Regions from separate parts of the Sus scrofa genome. Here region 1 is linked to region 2. The links are chromatin contacts, called in public Hi-C maps. All regions are on one chromosome and are shown on one strand. The core of a region is the stretch at or near the end of the contact, and the rest is flanking DNA. Distances in the headings are between cores, read along the strand shown. Region 1 has its middle 180 kb from the start of PLPP3. Region 2 overlaps PLPP3 (phospholipid phosphatase 3).

Region 1 (5,700 bases), core at 1,491-3,990, 100 kb before region 2:
CACTTCCTCTCCCACGTTCTACAACCCTGAGGTCTCCCGGAGCCCGGTTTAGCTCCTGTTCCCACTTGACTTCATCCCAGCATGCCTCATGGAAAGGTTTTCTACTTCTAAGTTTTCTCCTAAGAACAAGGGGACCCTGTGCCGTCCAGAAAACCCAGGATCCTCTTTTTTTTTTTTTTTTTTTTTTTTTTTTTGCTTCTTAAGGCCGCACCCACAGCATATGGAGTTTCCCAGGCTAGTGGTCTAATTATCTGAGCCATAGCCAATGGCCTACACCACAGCCACAGCAGCTTGGGATCTGAGCCACATCTGTGACCTACGCCACAGCTTTGTGGCAACACCAGATGCTTAACCTGCTGAGCAAGGCCAGGGATCGAACCGGCATCCTCATGGATACTAGCAGGTTTTTAACCCATTGAGCCACAACAGGAGCTCCAGGGACCCTTGTGTGCACTCAGAGGTTTCAGTCCAAGACTTCTCTTGGAGTTCCCATCGTGGCACAGCGGAAACAAATCCAACTAGGAACCACGAGGTTGTGGGTTCGATCCTTGGCCTCACCTAGTGGGTTAAGGATCTGGCGTTTCCATGAGCTGTGGTGTAGGTCACAGACGCAGCTCGGATCTGGCATTGCTGTGGCTCTGGTTTAGGCCAGAAGCAACAGTTCCCATTAGACCCCTAGCCTGGGAACCTCCATATGCCACGGGTGCCACCCTAAGAACACACACACACAAAAAGACTTCTCTTAATGGATTTCGGCAGTTAGAAGCCCTGGTGGCACGGCTTTCCACTGTATACCCTCCTTAAATTTCCAAGGCTCAAAACAGTCCAGAAATGGAGGCATGAAGCAAAGGTCAGAACCACCCCCAGGACAAGCAGTCACTTGTCTTCTTAACCCAATGACATTTCTGCTAACTTGGGACCCTTTGTAAAAGAAAACTTCTCTGGAAGACAGCTGAAGTGAGGGTGTTAGGGAGAGACAGTGTATATCATAGAAAGAGCAAGAACTATGAAAAAGATCCAGGTTTAAGTCCTTGCAACTGGCTATAGGATTTCCGACACGTGGTTGAAATTTTCTGAGCCTCTTTTGCCTAGAGTCAATGCAATCAGGAAAAACATGAATCTGCCACATATACAGCTAGTAGAGAACTAGGAAAGGAATGCTTTTCCAAGAGCTGGGTTCTTCATCCATAAAAATCAGAACCAAAACACCCCCCCCCTTTAATCTTCTCAGCAACCTCCTAAAGCTCAGAGAGGTCCAACAGCTTACCAAGGTCACACAGCTCATGTTCAGAACCCAGATGGAACCCAGTTCTGATTCCCAAATCACATATCCCAATTCTCAGACTTCCCAAAGTGAAATGAGACACATATGTGGTCTTTGCTTTGAGTGAACTCAAGTTTTGAGAGGAGTTATGTTAACATCCAAAAGAATGGGTCTCACCCCATATATATTCAATAAAGACTTCATAGAGGAGGTGAGACATTGGGGCCAGGCTTTGAAGAATAGGGTTGGTATGCCCCCTTTTCCCTTGATTACTAGAAACCCTGACCCAAGGCTGTGGCTCCCCAGGTGCATGTATAAAGGACCTGGCAACATCTGTGATACGTGCGCTTACCTGCCACTGATCCCTTCTCCTTTCCTACCTGGATCTTTTCTTTGCTGCACTGTTTCACTTGAGATGTACTTTATCTTGTTATCTTGAGTGTATCTCTGTAAGTGAGCTGCCTTTGTGTGCTCTATAGCAAGGTAGAGGATGGGTAAATAAATAATTGACAGCACACAGCCAGGTCCCTACTTGGCTTAAGTGCTGAACCTCAGTGTAGTAGGGCAAGTGTAGACAGGCCAAGTTGAGGCACTGCTTGGCTAATGAGCCTCACTTTTATGAGGTCTCTGCCTTTAAAGCCCTCTCATTCCCACAGTGGGACCACTTCTCCTCTCCCACACTGAGGTAGGTGATTTAGTCATCGAGGAAGCCTGGTGTGGTCAGCTGGGGCTTGGGGGAGCAAGTAGGCCAGCCTGCTGAGCCCACTTGGAGGGCAGCCCCCAATTCCAGGGAAGGTGCTCCTGGCAGGTCACAGCTCAGCAGGTGCCCTATCTGACCCTGTGCCTGCCCTCTGCTGAAGTTTCCTGCACAATCCCCAGGGTGCTCCAGCACCAGGTCATTGCTCTTATCAGACCTCATCCTAGAGCCCAAAGGCCTAGGGTCAACCCCAAGGCCTTCAGCTGGGCAGGAGATGAGCACAGTGGCCCAATCAGTGGGTCAGAACGGAAATATGCACCGTCACCTAAAGGACGTACATGGGCTCCCAGGCAGGAGAGGCCGAAAACCCCCATGACTTCCAAAGGAAGCTGAGTCATACTGGGAGACACAGGGGAGCCAGCCAACCTTATTAATTGAAAAAAAAAAAAAAAAAAAGAGCGAGAGAGAAGGTCAAAAGTCAAACCAAGGGACGCTACCTATGGAGAAGATTGAGCCAAACAATTTGTAGTATCTACAGCCCCATGGGCAGCACTGGCCCTGCTATATGATAAATAATTGAGGTCTTATCCGGATGTCATTAGACAGTTCATGTATCTATTTTTCCTCATTCATATTTCAGGTTTATCACACAACTTTGCATGCAGGAGTGGGTTTTCCCACTAGGTCTGCTTTCAGCAAAAGCAGGAGCTTGTTATTGCCAAAAGGAGCATTCCACCCCTGCAAACGTGATGTAGCAAGTTACATAATAAATTCCTTCAATCTCATGAGCAGAGTCTCCCCTGAGTCACAGATGTGCTGCGGGAGACCTCACACAATAGATGCCCAAGCCTAAAAGCCCACAGGATCATGGAGAATTCACCAAAGGGGTGGATGACAAATGGGTGGGACCCTTTGGCAGCCAGGCCATTTGGGCTCATTGGGTAGGTCATACCAATGACCACTCTTTCCTAGCTTGAAACTCTGCTTCTCCCTGCTGATCCTAAAGGTGCCAGCCCCAGGAGGGCATGTCTGTACTCCCTACTGTCTGTCTGCCCATAGACCTCCTTTGTCTGGGTGGACTTTTGTGACCTGCTCTGTTATCTGGACTGCCCACCACACTCCCTGGGGAGCAAGCACCCCTGGGCAAGACTCACCCTTCCCCAGCTGGGCCAGACACTAACCACCAGCCAACACCCTGTGGGTGAGAATAATTACCCAGGTCCTCTCCAACCAACCCATCCCACTGCCTAACCAAACTCAGACCCATACGTCCCCCTCCCACTCAGCTCTCTGGTCACTGTGACCCCGCCCCACTCAGACTGTATTCTTGGGTAACTAACTTATTAAAACTTTATAATACAGAGCATCACTTGAACTAAATCAAGAAGCAAGAAGGGGGAATTGAAAGAATATGGTATTTTGTGTTGGGTAAAGATCTTTTTATTCACTCCTTGAGGGAACAGGGAAACGGGAAGGTTCACTCACTGCTGGTGGGAATTTGAATTTTTACGGCTTTCCTGGAGGATAATTTGGCAAGGGAGTACACTGAAATATCTTGAAAACCCAAATGCACTTCTTTTTTCTGTTTTAGTTGCACCCATGGCAGATGGAAGTTCCTGGGCTAGGGATCAAATCCCAGCTGCAGCTGCAACCTACACCCCAGCTGTAGCAACACCAGATCCTTAATCCATTGCATTGGGCTGGGGATCAAACCCATGTCACCTCAGAGATACGGCCAGGTCATTAACCCACTGTACCACAGCAGGAACTCCCCAAATGCACTCTAAATCATCAATTCCATTTCTAGGAATTGATCCTAAGTAAGTAAAGATATACACAAAGTTTAAGCTGCAAGAATATTTATCATGGGATTTTTTAACACATTTTTTAAGCAGTAAAAAACTAGATATAAGCTAAACATTTAACAACAAATGATTGATTAAATAAATGACACATTCATATAATGAAATACTATGTGGTCTTTTTAAATGATACAGAAACACAGCTATAGACTGATATTCATCATATATTGTTAAATAGAAAAGCAGTTTACAAATATATACATGGGGGAAAAGTCTGAAATGACATAGCAATGTGATAAAAACTGTTATTTGAATGGTAAAAATTTATGGGTAATTTTTATCTTTCACCTATCAGTACTTTCTCACTTTTGGACAATGACTATGCATGACTTAAGTAATAAAAAATACAATACAATTTGTTTTTAAAGGCTATGGACAGGGTCTTCATACAGACTTGGGTTCAGATTCCAGCTAGCCCGCTAATTAGCAGTGCGACGGTGGAGACATGACTTACATTCCTTGAGCCTCAGTTTCCTTGTATCCAAAAGGGTGAGACCAGCACCCTCCTCGGGAGGCAGTTGTGAGCAATACACTAGGAAGCATAACTACAGCGCCTGGCATGGAGTACACACTGAATGACATTTTTCCCTTCCTTCCAGGATATCCAAAAATACCTCAGAATAACAATTCACAAAGACAAGATGGTCCGACACGTACCTCATCACGTAAAATGTAGGTTTGAAAAATTAGGAGAGACTCAGATTTAATGCTCCAGGCTTCATCCTTCGAGCCCCGATCTCACCAACCCCACGCGGCGGCAACCCAGGAAAGACCCACAGTTAGCCAGTCTATTGCGATCCAGGTGGAATCAGGCAGCTGTGTTACCCAGCCCCATCAGCAGGTGGGGCCGGTCTCCTCCCTGTATCTTCACACTATTCCCACTGGCCAGCTGGTGGAAGGCTCTCCCACCAGAACTGGCTGCTAACACCCGGGACCCTCCTCTCTCATCCCTACCTGCTTCCCACCTCAAGCCAGAGGCTGTTCACGTCTCACTCCTCCCTCTTTGGGCTGAGCCTTCTGGTTCATGAATTTGGTTGTCTATCAGCTGGGATCTGCCCTGCCTTCTCCCATCTTTTCATGCATTCACACGACAAACGTACAAACTTTATGATGACCTCATGGATACTGAGCTTTGTGCTAGGATATAGGGATAAATTAGAGGCATACCCCACTCTGGGCGGTGCGGGCTCATAGCCTGGTGGAGACAACTGGCAGGAAAACAGATCATCACACTATAATGCTGTTACAGCCACTATTATTAATATTATACTTACATAGTCCTTGTCCTAGGCCAGGAGCCCTTCTAATCATTTCATGGTATGCTTCATTTAATCCTCACAACCCACCTTTATGGGGTAGTGTAAGATTGTATTTATGTGGAGGGAGAGGAGAAAAGGAGACACAAAGAAGTAATTTGCCCAGAATAGCACAATGGGTAAATGTCAGAATCAAGATTTGAACTGTAGCTTCTTTATGCTCTTAAAAGTGATCAAGGACACCCACAAAGCTTTCATTTATGTAAGTCAGATCTAGTGAAATTTACCGTGTTAGAAATTAAAATTGAGGGAGTTCCCAGGTGGCCCGGCAGTTAAGGATTTGGTGTTACTATCGCTGTGGCTTGGGTTCGATCCTTGGCCCTGTAACATCCACATGCTAAGGGTGCGGCCACCAAAAAAATATACTAATTGAAGTTGAGAACGTTTCAAAACATTTATTAGCTCTTTAAAATAACGATAATAAACCCATTGCATGTGAATCTAAATAACATTTTAAATCAAAAAAAATCACTTAGCATTAAGTGGATTCTCATATCTTCTGCATTGTCTGCTGGGATGTGTTATTTGGTTGTGTTAAAAGATAAGCTGAGGCATATTAAA
Region 2 (4,893 bases), core at 554-3,053:
GTAAAATAAAATAAAATAAAATAAAGAATGCACTGTTACTAGATGCTAAACAAGTTAGAAAAACCAATGGTTTTTCATATAAAAAATAACCAATTAAAAAAAACTAGGAGTTCCCGTTGTGACTCAGTGGGTTAAGACCCTGACACAGTGTCCATGAGGATGCAGAGTCGACCCCTGGCCTTGCTCAGTGGGTTCAGGATCTGGCATTGCTGCAAGCTGCCATGTAGGTCGCAGATGCAGCTCAGATCCGGTTTCGCTATGGCTGTGGCCATCCGCTGCAGCTCTGATTTGACCTCTGGCCCCAGAATGTCCATATGCCACAAGTGCAGCTATACAAAGGAAAGAAAAAAAAAACTCTTCCTTCTGAGAGTGAGTATGGGGATGGTGTTGGTGGTTCCAACTCATCATGGTCTTTAGGACAATGGCAAGTTCAGGCAACAAGAACGGCCGCATTTGCAGTGCGGTCGCTACCAGTCACTCCTGGCAGTGGATGGACAGGGGTAGAGCGGTTAACAGAAAGAGTAAGATTTTTCATCAGAAAAAACCTCACTTAGCCTCAGTTTCCTATCTGAGACACATATCAAATAAGTAGAACAAGCACTATCTTACAGGCTGTAGCACAGACTGGTGACAACGTAGATCAAATAAAAAACAGGTGATTTTATTCCCTAACCACTTTCCTTAACTTGAACCTGGCATCTTTGAGATTTTCTCATTTCTCTCAATTTAAATATCTGCAGATCCTCAGACAATGATTGTTCAAAAAAATCTTCCAACTCTCCCCGCCCCCTCCATGTAGACTTTAGGTCACCAGTCCTGGAGATCTCCAGGCAGAGGAAGGGTGGGTTTCCCAACCGGACGAGGCACACATCTCCCCTCCCACTGACTCAGATGCTTACGGCTGGAGCTTAATACAAGAAAAAAATAAATATAGGAGAGGAACTTGAGGAGGGAGGAAGAGGCTTGTCATCAGAATAGCTTCAGGAAGGGAGTGCTTATGAATGAGAAAGGAGCAGGGGGCTATCGTGGGGCACGAATCCCTTTGGGAAGCAGGCAGACAGGGAATTTCAGGGGGCAGGTGGAAGCTTGCTCCCCCCAATCCATCCTTAACTAACACATTTATCGAGAGATGTTTCAAGATCTCAGGATCGATATGTGGTGTCTGCAGCGGGGCTCCAGGTTAAAGTGAATTTGAGAGGGTATCTGAGACAGCCCCGATTCCAGTGCCAGCCCCACCACTGACTAACTTCTCTAAGCCTCAGTCTTCTTATCTGTGAAACAGACACGACAGTACCTCTCCTTCAAGGGGTGGCCAGGATCAAACAAATCCAAAATAGGGCACAAATGAACCTGCCTACAGAACAGACACAGGCTCACAGACAGAAAGAACAGACGTGTGGCTGCCAAGGGGGGAGTGGGCAGGATGGACTAGGAGTTTGGAGTTAGTAGCTGCAAACTATGACATTTAGGATGGATAAGCAATGAGATCTTACTGTACAGCCTAGGGAACTCCATCCAGTCTCCTGGGAGAGAACATGATGGAGGATAATGAGAAAGAGAGTGTGTATATATATGTATGACTGAGTCACTAAGCTGTACAGCAGAAATAGGCACAACACTGTAAATCAACTATAATTTAAAACAAACAAACAAAAAAAAACCCCCAAAAAAACCAACCAAACAAACGAAAGAGACATCACAGCACCCCGCCTGGCATTAGACAGGCACTCAAGGCACTCTTCAAAAATCTGTGTCACCCTTTCACCTCGAAAGGTGATTTACTCCATGACGCTGGTTGATTTCACCACCACAAGTAAATTACTAAAGACATGGCACAATGACCTTTCACCCAGTGACTACTTCTGATCTGAGGAGTCAGCAGAGGGCAACCGGCTTTGAGGTTGATCAAAGGGTGTGATAACAACATTCTCCACCTCACTCCGGTCTTGACCACCGAAAGGAGGGGATTTTGCCAGTTTGTAGCCCAGCTCACATGAGCTGCTCTCTCCAGGCCAGAGGCCAGGGCATCACCAGGATGGGTCAGGAGCTCCTGGAATGCCCTGCTCCCCTGGGGATGCTCTGGGGGTCAGGAGAGTCAAACCTCCCGCCCCCAAGGGTGCAATGTGCTGTCCTAGAACAAACAGGAAGGAATCTTTCCCAGAATCAAAACTCCTGCAGGGGCTTCACCAAAGCCCCAGGTACTCTGAAAAGCATGGTTAAAAAAGGGTGAGCAGGAGTTCCTGTCATGACTCAGTGGTTAACGAACCTGACTAGTAACCATGAGGTTTCAGGTTCGATCCCTGGTATTGCTCAGTGGGTTAAGGATCTAGTGTTGCCGTGAGCTGTGGGTGGCTTGGATCCAGCATTGCTGTGGCTGTGGTGTAGGCCGGTAGCTACAGCTCCGATTTGACCCCTAGCTTGGGAGCCTCCATATGCTGCCAGTTCAACCCTAAAAAGACAAAACACACACACACACACACACACACACACACACAGAAAGGGGTGAGCAGAGCTGGACAAAATCAGAAAGCCTCAATCACGCTGACCTCTCATGGGGGTCAGCAGCCCTGAGCTCCTGTCCTCTTTGGGTCTTACCTCCCCATCAGTATGAAGGCCTCTGGGCCCAGAGAATCCACTTCCTAAGCATCAGTGTGATGCTGCTGTAGAAAGTGTCTAACTTGCCATCAGAGAAACTGGGTTGGAATCTTCTCTCTGTTACACACTAGCTGTCTGAACCTGGCCAAGGCATTCTGCTTCTCTGAGTTTCTGCTTTCTCCTCTATGACATAAGCAGATTCGTTCACTTTAAAAAAAAAAAAAAAAAAAAAGTGGGAGTTCCTGCTGTGACTCAACAGAAACAAATCTGACTAGCATCCATGGGGTCGCAGGTTCGATCCCTGGCCTCACTCAGTAGGTTGAGGATGCAGCGCTGCCGTGAGCTGTGGTGTAGGTCGCAGACACGGCTCAGATCCCACGTTGCTGTGGCTGTGGCTGTGGCATAGGCTGGCAGCTACAGCTCCAATTAGACCCCAAGTCTGGGAGCCTCTATATGTTGTAGATGCAGCCCTAAAAAGACAAAACAAAAAAACTGCTGTGAGCATCCATTCTGTTCAAAACTGAATGAAAGACACAGGCATGGAGAATATAAGCTCCTTCACCAGAAAAGAATAATCTTTCAGTCCCTTTCTGGGACTAAGTTTTTCTTCCAATTGCTAAATAGAACTGCTGGGTGGCAGACATGGAGATTGCACCAGAAGGGTGTGTGTCTGTTCCCCGCCCCCGGGGGTGAAAGTCCCTGGCACCCAGAATTCACTCCAGTGAGCAGTCCCTTCTCCTTCCTGGTCCGAGCTTCAAAACTGGGGTCCTATGGGATTCCAACAAAACCTCCTTAGAAAGGTCTGAGTTCCAGCTGGCTCCTCCTCCTCGTCCTCCTCCCCCTCCCCCTTGGGGCTGAACCAGCAGGTCAGACGGGGGTGAGCCTCCCTGGTTCTAGCTAAGTCATTTGGGCTTCATTACACGATTTGCATACTGGTGAAACAGGTCTGTACTGTCCTCTGGCTTCATTTCCATTGCTCTTGGGAGCTCTGGGCTAAGACTGAGAAGGAGGCTTTTGTCCTTCCTCTGTCCCCGCCCGCTCTCCTCCTGGAAGTCTACCCAGATCGCTGATACCCACCAGGAGAAACTTTCTCCCTTCTCCCATCTCCTCCATGGTTCACACTTGGCTCTGGTTCACATGCCTGGTGACTGACTCGACACTGGGAAGTTATTCCACTACTTTAGGGACCAAGAGGAGTCTGGAGTTGATTTTTCTCCTTTAAAAGGAATCGGGTCTTGTTTTCTGTCACTATCAGGGGAGAAAAAGAATGGCTGGTTTGCTGAGCATTAAGACACCGAGCAAGGTGCCTGAAAATACATCATCGGCAATTGTCACAACCATCCTGCTTATTTTACAGATGGAGAGATCAAGGACAAAAGAGGCCATGCTCCCTGCTCAAGGTAACAACGGGCCATGATCTACATTGAGTAAAATTTGCCTTTTATTTATTTTTTCTTGTTATGGCTGCACCAGCTGCACATGGAAGTTCCCGGGCTAGGGGTCAAATCCGAGCTGCAGCTGCTGATCTATGCCACAGCCACATCAGCGCCAGATCCGAGCCACATCTATGACATATGCTGCAGCTTGAGGCAATGCTGGCTCTCTAACCCACTAAGCAAGGCCAGGGATCAAACCTGCACCCTCGTGGACACTATGTTGGGTTCTTAACCCACTGAGGCACAACAGGAACTCCCAGATTTGCCTTTTTAAAGTCCATGTTCTAACCACAGAAATCAACTGGCTTCCGTAAGGAATTAGTGCCAGCTATTGGTCTTTCACATTGGACTTTTGTCTCTGGAGAAAAGAAGCAATTTGAGGGGACTACACACTGTCATGGACTAAAGGGCAACCTGAATGGGACATTTGGAACGGTGGCCTCCTCTAACTCATCTGTCACACACTTTTACAATACCCATGTCAGAAATACAGGTGTACAGCTTTGGGAAGAGTTAGAGAAGAGTCTGTGACCTGATCTCAAGCTCAGGAGAGCATGCTAACTGACTGCTTTGCAGCTATCTATTTTCCAGCCTTTCTTCACAAAATGTGAGCTCTCTTGGTGTCTCCAGGTGCTCACACAGGGTCTGACACAGAACGGGTACTCAGAAACTGCTAGATGGATAGATAGATGGGTGGATGGATGGGTGGATGGGTGGATGGATGGATGGATGGGTGGATGGGTGGATGGATGGATGGATGGATGGATGGATGGATGGGTGGGTGGATGGGTGGATGGGTGAGGCAGAGATGAAGAAGAGGAAAAACATCTGGTACAGTGGCTTATTCCCCCTTGTAAACAAC

What was found. A called contact is a pair of places that touch in the nucleus more often than the background predicts.
Region 1: a Hi-C map of liver shows a contact between it and region 2, with 2.6 times the contacts expected there. The contact joins two enhancer-like sites. A contact is called at or near these places in 4 of 47 Hi-C or Micro-C datasets (liver and mesenteric adipose tissue) and 2 of 2 datasets of contacts at active chromatin or transcription factors (alveolar macrophages and skeletal muscle).

What each region holds. Positions count from the first base shown.
Region 1 is chr6:155,973,046-155,978,745 of Sscrofa11.1, reverse strand. No RefSeq gene overlaps it. Among named protein-coding and RNA genes, the nearest start is that of PLPP3, 180 kb to the right of the region's middle. Within about 2 kb of position 2,740, at least 9 of the 83 cell types and tissues checked have an H3K27ac peak or open chromatin away from gene starts, as enhancers often do. A contact at or near this core is called in liver, where this site is marked.
Region 2 is chr6:155,871,306-155,876,198 of Sscrofa11.1, reverse strand. The region is part of intron 4 of PLPP3 (phospholipid phosphatase 3); the gene reads right to left. Among named protein-coding and RNA genes, the nearest start is that of PLPP3, 73 kb to the right of the region's middle. Within about 2 kb of position 1,803, at least 6 of the 83 cell types and tissues checked have an H3K27ac peak or open chromatin away from gene starts, as enhancers often do. A contact at or near this core is called in liver, where this site is marked.